Linked DNA regions of Sus scrofa: regions 1 and 3 are each linked to region 2. A link is a contact called in public targeted proximity ligation data. All regions are on one chromosome and are shown on one strand. The core of a region is the stretch at or near the end of the contact, and the rest is flanking DNA. Distances in the headings are between cores, read along the strand shown. Region 1 overlaps STK38L (serine/threonine-protein kinase 38-like). Region 2 overlaps TM7SF3 (transmembrane 7 superfamily member 3). Region 3 overlaps STK38L (serine/threonine-protein kinase 38-like).

Region 1 (2,700 bases), core at 67-2,566, 220 kb after region 2:
TGTAGTCCAGGACTGACCTGCTGTCAGTGTTCTGATGGGCAGCATCTCTGCGGGGGCCGTTCAGCCTGGCAGAGCTGCCGCTGCACTGTGGACTCTCCAGCTGGCTTGGGAGCGCCACCTGAAGGGTGAGTGACCGGTTCTAGACCAGGAGTTTCCATCAAGTAGCCAAGTGACTGTGGGCTTCACATCTGTAAATTGAGGGTGATAGACTAGATAACAGAGTTTCTGTTTTCAAATTTGGGGGTTCTAACAGTCTTGCCTGGTGGTGAACTAAGTTTGTGACCAGAGACCTTTAGTGAGTGGAGTCTTGAAAAATGCTGGGTTCAGTTCAAACAGAATGGAACTCATAAGCTGATTCATGGAAGGGTTTGCCAGTATACTTACTTGAATTACAGGATATCCTTGATGACAAAAAGCCCATACTATTTACTTTTTATTCCATTTGAGGCATTTTCCCCCCTCCTATATTTGTTTTCCGAGTAAACCATAACTGTGTTCTAAAGATCACAGGTCAACAAAGTAGTATGGCCCTATTTGATACTTATATTCTAAGCTGTTCAGGTATTAATTATAAAGGTCACTAGCACTAAAAAAAGTTTTCTCCTGCCTTAAAGTTTTTTGTTCTCTGGTGTCTTAATGAGGTTGATACATTCTGGATTTTCTCACAGTTGCAGAAGTCAAGTAATCTCTGCCTTAAACACAGTATCTGAGTCTGATGAGTCACATGGTGTGTCTGCTTTTAGCTGGGAGCAGTTTTCCCTGGTCGCTGGTAATGGTCAAAAAAATCTCTTGGGAGAGTTTAAATCACTCAGAATAACTAACATCACTCATAGCTACCTACATCTTGAAATTGTAAGCTTGGCGATACCATGTTTTAATCTGAGTCTAATCCGATCTTTGCTCTCAAAAAGGCTTGCCACTTCTGGCTTTTAGGTTGTTAAATTGGTCTGCTCTCTTTCAGTGAGCAGTTTTCATTTAAAAAGAAACAACAAAAATCAACACAATAATTATAAAATTAAAATTAAGAGCTATAGAAGAAATTGATAGAATGGAGAAATCTACATTAGGTCTCTCCTGAAGCTATTCAGTGATGTAGAAGCTTTCAGTATTTTGAATGAATGGGAAATTTGAAACGAGTTTATATTTTTAAAGTCATTTTGGGAAACTGGTATTTTACATCCTCACTTAATCTCAAGTCTGTTTTCAAGTTTCATTTTGTGTGTGAGTATTGGCTCCCCCCTCTCTTCCTCTCTCTCTCCTCTTAGAAGCTTACTTTTAGGAAAGTGAAAGGCAAGAGTGTAGGGATGACCACACTTTTTGTAATTGGGCTGCTGAGGGATTTATGTGTTCAGGCTGCTTCCCAAAGCTTGCTCCTCCCCTTTCCTTCACCAGCTTGTCACACCACCTCTCGCCACTCATCGTTTTCCTGCCTTGCCCTTTCATTGGTTATTTCCTGTCACACCAAACCTTCACCTTTTACCACTAAATAGGCAGTTTGGGTTGTATTGGTGTTTTGCATCAGGCAGTATTATCTCCCTTAAAACAGGCAAAGAAAGAGTAAAGGCAAGTGGGGGTCTTCTTAAAGCCAGAGCATTCATTTCCTCTCTTCTGGTGATTTTGGAGGGGTAGCTCCCTTATCTTTTATGAGACCGGAAGTCAGTTTAGGTGAGATTTGTGCTGCCTTGCTTTTTGATTTCGATGTGGGCCTTTTGAGTCCCCAGTAGAAAAGCTGTTTGAGGAAAGAGTGACAGTTTGAGCCCTTGTAAACATGCACAGTATGAGCCACTAAAAAAAAAAAAAAAAAAGTTTCCCTAAAAAGAAGTGTGAGATATGACTGAATAACTTGGAACAGAATTCCCATTAGTCTTCTGGTTTGCCTTCAGTTTTATTCCGTGACTTCAGACTCTTTTTGCTTGTCTTCATAATCCCACTCTAAACTAAAACTGAGAATTTGGTTCATAGGGAGAAAATTCAAGTACAGCGTTTCTTAGGAGACCACCTCTGTGGGCTGATGAGTACAAGTTGGTTCCCTTTTACTATTCCTACCTGCACCCTCAAACACTCTTAACTACCTTTTTTCTTATTATAAAAATGATTGTTTTCCCATTATTGAAAACTTAGGAGATTCAAAAAACTGATAAAGGGTAAAATTTAAATCATCAATGCTTTCACACTGTATTTCACCATAATTTATCTCCCCTTTTCCTCTGTATAGTTGAGTTCTTTTTTTTTTTGTTTTTTTGTTTTTGTTTTTGTTTTTTTTTTTTTTAGGGCTGCACCCACAGCTTGTAGAAGTTACCAGGCTAGGGGTTGAATCAGAGCTGCAGCTGCTGACCATAGCCACAGCCACAGCAATGCCAGATCTGAGCCATGTCTCTGACCTACACCCACAGCTCACGGCAACACCGGATCCTCAACCCACTGAGCAAGACCAGGGATCGAACCCATATCCTCATGGATACTAGTCGGGTTTGTAACTGCCGAGCCACATGGAATATCTATATATTACCTGAAAATAGAACTTTGTATCCTGTTTACTTATTATTTCTTATTTTCTTAAATTTTGGAGGATAAATTTTCTTCAGTATTATTTCTATGCTATTTCATGCTATCATATTCCATCAGCCACTTCACCTAGTTTTAAACATTTATTTATTATTTTAAGTAATGGGCTTTGAGTAAGAAAAAAACTCTAAAGAT
Region 2 (2,700 bases), core at 112-2,611:
TAAGGATCTACCATTGCCGCAAGCTGCTGTGTAGGTTGTGAAGTGGCTTAGGTATAGGCTGGCAGCTGCAGCTCTGATTCAACCCCTAGCCTGGGAACTTCCACATGCCACAGGTATGGCCATGAAAGCAAAAGACAAAACTAAACTAAAACCATTTGGTAACAAGTCTGATGTCCTTTATTCAAGGGAAAACAACTCGTGATTTGAGGGAAGACAGTACCTCACTAATTGCAGAGTCCTATTTCCAAGGGATTTGGGGCATGAACTAGTTTTGCAGAGCATTCGAAGGGCATATGATTGGTTAGGTCAGGGACTTCCTTAGAAGGCAAGTGGGTCCTGTTTTCTAGGATAAGGTGACTAGTTAAGGGGGACTGGAGGATTGTCACTGGTGTAGGTGGGGTTTCCTTGACAGAAGTTCCCTGTAAATACAGGTTGACTTAGGTTTAGATCTGTGACCTGGGCCAAGCCACTGGGGGGCCCTCCATGTGTGGTCTCAATATACAAATGAACTTGACCACTACCAAGACAAAAACATGAGCTCTGCCCACCAAAATTCAGTTTGGGGAAAGCTGTTGTTTTTTTAATTGAATTGTGATTGACATAAACTACACATGAAGTACACTAATAAGGGTTGATATAGGTAGACCTCTGTGACACTATCACCACGACCAAGGTAGTAAACATACAGGTCACCTTCTTTGTGCCCCATTCTAACCCATCCTTATACCCCTCCACTCTCCCATCCCCAGCCCCCATCTGGTGGTAGAGCTTTTTGTTTTCCTTTCTTTCCTTTTTTTTTTTTAATTTTTTTTTAATTAGGGCCACACCTGCAGCATATGGAAGTCCCTAAGCTAGAGGTCGAATAGGAGCTACAGCTGCCAGCCTACACTACAGCCGCAGCCAACACCAGATCCTTAACCACTGAGTGGAGCCAGGGATTGAACCCAAATCTTCATGGATACCAGTTGGGTCTGTTACTGCTGAGCCACAACAGGAACTCCTGGGAAAGCTCTTTGAATAACAAAGTGCTAAGTTAAGAGGTTGCAGATTCAGAAATGTTTTTCCTTTTTTTCTTTTTAGGGCCGCACCTACGGCATATGGAGGTTCCCAGACTAGAGGTCGAATCAGAGCTGTGGCTGCCAGCCTACACCACAGCCACAGAAACACCAGATCTGAGCCTCGTGCTACCTACACCAGAGCCCACGGCAACACCAGATCCTTAACCCACTGTTGGAGGCCAGGGTTAAATCTGCTTCCTCATGGATACTAGTCAGATTCGTTTCCACTGAGCCACAACGGGAACTCCTAGAAATGTTTTGTTAAAGCTAAGGAAAGAGGAAGAAAAAAGTGCCAAATACTAATTCGACAGTTGGAAATGGTTTTTACGGAAGTACTGCTTTGTACTTACCTCGGAAAAAGAAATTGTTGTATTCTGATACTGTGAGTGTAACTGGAAAATAAGAAAAGTCACATTGCTGGAAATATGACGCAAAATAGCTTCCTCTGGAAAGGGCCTGTTGAGCTTGAAGTATCTAAATTTCCCCACTGAAAATTCAAGAAGACCTACAATGGGAGAAATGTTTCATTGTAATATTTGTACCTCTAATATCAATTTGTAGCAATTACAAACTTAGACAACAATTTTCCAACACCTTTCCACGTGTCTTCCTTGCCTCCATGGTCTGGTTGGGTTTCACTCCCTTAGTCTGTGTGTCTTTCTCCCAGCTGCTCACCAGTTCTTTCCTTTTCGAAGCTAATTTTCAAGAAATCCACTAACTAGGCTGCTTTTACTTCTATGTGTTTCTGGGTTCCCATCTCCCCCCCTGCCCTACAGTCAGTGTGTCTTTGCATAAACAGCAGAGGAGCTCACAAGCATTACATAAGCAGTCTTGGGGGTTCAAGCCTAAAAATAGAAAAAAAAATTTCAACTTAATATAGATGAAGAAAAAGAGTTGATGAGGTAAAGATTATACACACCAGAGTCCCACAGTGGCACGATCTGTTTTATTTTAGAAGGAAATTAGAGCCAGTGGGAGCAAAAAGAAAACAGTCCTAATTCCTTCAGTCCAGACAGTCCTAATTCCTTCTTATGTACATTTCCTAAGAAGGGTAACTTTTTCAACACTTGTTGTTAACACAAGTATCCCATCTGGACAATTTAAAAAGAAAAAAAAAAAAAAAAGACTATCAAGAAAGCCAAACAGAACATACAAACATTGCAAGAACTCTCTAGATTTTCCCCAAACTCCATGATGTTATTACATTTTCTTCATAATTTAATATTTTAATTCCTGATAGGAAAAGAGGTTATTTGTGGTTATAATTTAATCTCTAAAAATTCAGAGAAAGAATTTTTTATTAAAGTATAGTTGATTTACAATGTTGTGCCAATTTCTGCTGTTTGGCATAGTGACCCAGTCATACATACATATATGTTCTTTTTCTCATAATATCTTCCATCATGTTCTATCCCAAGAGATTGGATATAGTTCCCTGTGCTATACAGTAGGACTTCATTGCTTATCCATTCTAAACGTAACAGATAAAATTTTAATAGTTGTAGCAATAACAACTAAAGTCAATGCATTCCTTATTTATAGAACTGGGATGACATTTCACCTTTTATGTGGAACCAAACTCCAGCCTGAATAGAGATAAAAATACTAGGGAGTAGCAAGTATCTACAGATATCTGGACAAT
Region 3 (2,700 bases), core at 180-2,679, 240 kb after region 2:
CCACCTCCAGGCTGACCAATATTAAGTTACTTTCATTCCCATTTCTCTTGCCTATGGACCTTTTCCTGTGCTCTTTCTGCTGCTTGGACCTTTTCCTTCCTCCTGCCCAACTCCCGTTATCCTTCCACATGCTTTCAGTCTCACTTTAGGCATCACTTTCCCTGGGGAATCTTCCCTGGTCTCATGAGGTGCTCCTTCTGTCTGCTACCTTCATCTGCACTGCTCCTGCCCCCATGGCAGCCTTCGAATATCATCTCCCAGAGTGAAAACTCCATAAAGCCTTATTCAGCATGGCATCTCCAGGGCTGGCAGAGGGCTAGGAGAAATATTTGAGTAAATGAACAAATGGACAGTGGATCTATCCCCAAGGAGCTTACAGATGGGAAGGAGGGAATTACATGTGTGTGCACATGAAAATGTGAATACATGACAGAATGTGACAAACTTTGAAAATACAGAGGGTTTTTTTTTTCCCACCTAATTTAGGGGATCAGAAAAGGTTTCATGGAAGAATTAACAGTTGATTTGAATCTTAAAGAAATAGGTGGCATTTATGTTATCATTATAAATGTCGTTATATTTAAAATATTGAATATATGCAGAATATTGAACTTGAATAATGAATTGAATGAAAACAGATGCCCAGGGGCCAAGCAGGTAACATAAATGAGAAAAGCTGGCCAAGGTGGTCTCACAATGACATCTTAGGTTATATTCTTTTATCTAATGTACTTTGCATATTCAACTCATAATTTTTTTTTCATTTCCACAGGGAAATAGATTATTATTATTATTATTTGGCCCTGTTCTAAAATATTTGCTCCTTGGAGTTCCCCTGGTGGCTCAGTGGTTAACGGATCCGACTAGGAACCATGAGGTAGTGGGTTCAATCCCTGGCCTCGCTCAGTGGGTTAAGGATCCAACGTTGCTGTGAGCTGTGGGGTAGGTTGCAGACTCGGCTCAGATCTGGCGTTGCTGTGGCTCTGGCGAAGGCTGGCAGCTATAGCTCCGATCAGACCCCTAGCCTGGGAACTTCCATATGCCATGAGTGTAGCCCTAAAAAGACAAAAAGACAAAAAAATAAATAATAATAATAATAAAATAAAATATTTGCTCCTCACAGTTTATCTTTTGATAAAGACATACCGCTTTTCACTTTACTGGAAGAAAACAAGAGCACTGACCCGATTATTCCTGGTGACTGGCACCATGGTGGGGATGGACCAGTCCCGAGCTACTTGCTGCCCATCTGAGGCTGCTCTGTGGGCCTAGTGATGCGAAGCTCTGTTTTTCAAGAGAAGCTGAGAATCTGGGCTTTTATGAAATTGCCTGCTTTTAAAAATACTGGCAGATCAATAGAGTGTTTTAAAACAACTTGGGGGCCAAAGCAAATGCATCTGTGAGTGGAAGTACACCTTATAGCTTCCAGCTTGCGACCTCTGGTGTCCGTGCCAGGAAGTACAAAGTACCTAGAGCAATTTTCTTTAATTCTCCTAAATAGCTTGTAGGAAATGTGAGGTGATTTTACCCCTAAAAATGCCCAGTGGCTCATAATGACCATTTATCAAGCATTTAAAATTTTTAGTAAAAATATTTGAATTTTGCAAATTCTTATTGTTAGGCCTACGCTACGTCCTTGACTTTCACATTCTATAAAATAGACTAGACATAACTCTCTCAACCTCATGTACAATATGTTGGAACCATCTTTATGTGGGGTGGGTCTTTTCAAAGCAAAATTGTTTTATAAATTATCTTTAATTCATTCTGTAATAGAAAATAATTTGTGAAAGTTACGTGTGAAAACTAAACTATATATATAAAGTGGCTATGAAAAGCATCTATACTGAGAGGAAGTTGATAGCTGACCCTTTCATATCTTAAACCTTCTGTGTACTCTGTCTTCTACCAAAACTGAGCAGCCTATAGATTGAGAGTTTGAGGAACGCCCATTTGAAAAGGAATGGGGGAAAAAAGGAAAATGATGTATTTCTAATTCATCCCACTTAAAATCCCATCCAACATGGAATATTATTTACTCTAATGGAGACCCAAACTGGGCAAGTTGAAGCTGCAAAAGAGCCATGAAATGTTAAGCCTGTCTGTGATTTTTGTTGTCATCTTTAGAGAGGAAAGATGGTGATTACCAGAAAAGTGTTATTTGTTTTCAACATGACTTAATCTACACAAGTCACGAGCAGATAGAGCAACATGCTTTTTTTTTATTGATTTTTTGTTTTGTTTTGTTTTTAAATGTGAACTTGCTTCAGCTCCCTCTGGACTACAACATGGACACATGGATTTTGATACTATGGAATAGATTTTTTTAAAGTAATGTAACAGTGTCATAGATGATTTCCCCCTTTTTTGTTAGGATTATGTAGTCCATAAACTTTTTTTTTGCCATTAAATAGTTGTCCCCCAAACTACATAAACATTATTTACTTGCTACACCACCCAACCTATCTGATAGGAATGAGCATTGTTTTCTTTTGTCTATCTATTTTGAGCATAATTTATGAACCTGTGTGATAAGGTCATCTTTTACGTTGAGATTAGACCAGTTTCTGATTCTACATCCAACTGTATTGTTTTGTAATCCATAAAGTCCGAAATCCAAAATGCCTTTCGAATTCTTATGTTTATTCACTTATATAATTTTTAAAAGGGCTTTACTACTTTGAAAGACGATGCCATAGT

What was found.
Region 1: a targeted proximity ligation map of alveolar macrophages shows a contact between it and region 2. A contact is called at or near these places in 2 of 5 promoter capture datasets (fetal liver and fetal skeletal muscle) and 1 of 2 datasets of targeted methods (alveolar macrophages).
Region 3: a contact with region 2 is called in a targeted proximity ligation map of alveolar macrophages. A contact is called at or near these places in 2 of 5 promoter capture datasets (fetal liver and fetal skeletal muscle) and 2 of 2 datasets of targeted methods (alveolar macrophages and skeletal muscle).

Annotation. Positions count from the first base shown.
Region 1 is chr5:46,535,492-46,538,191 of Sscrofa11.1, reverse strand. All of the region lies in intron 2 of STK38L (serine/threonine-protein kinase 38-like), which reads left to right. Among named protein-coding and RNA genes, the nearest start is that of STK38L, 38 kb to the left of the region's middle.
Region 2 is chr5:46,751,557-46,754,256 of Sscrofa11.1, reverse strand. TM7SF3 (transmembrane 7 superfamily member 3) reads right to left here. Exons shown (of 12, transcript XM_001925025.7): 2 at 1,409-1,563. Among named protein-coding and RNA genes, the nearest start is that of TM7SF3, 12 kb to the right of the region's middle.
Region 3 is chr5:46,512,135-46,514,834 of Sscrofa11.1, reverse strand. The region is part of intron 4 of STK38L (serine/threonine-protein kinase 38-like); the gene reads left to right. Among named protein-coding and RNA genes, the nearest start is that of ARNTL2, 31 kb to the right of the region's middle.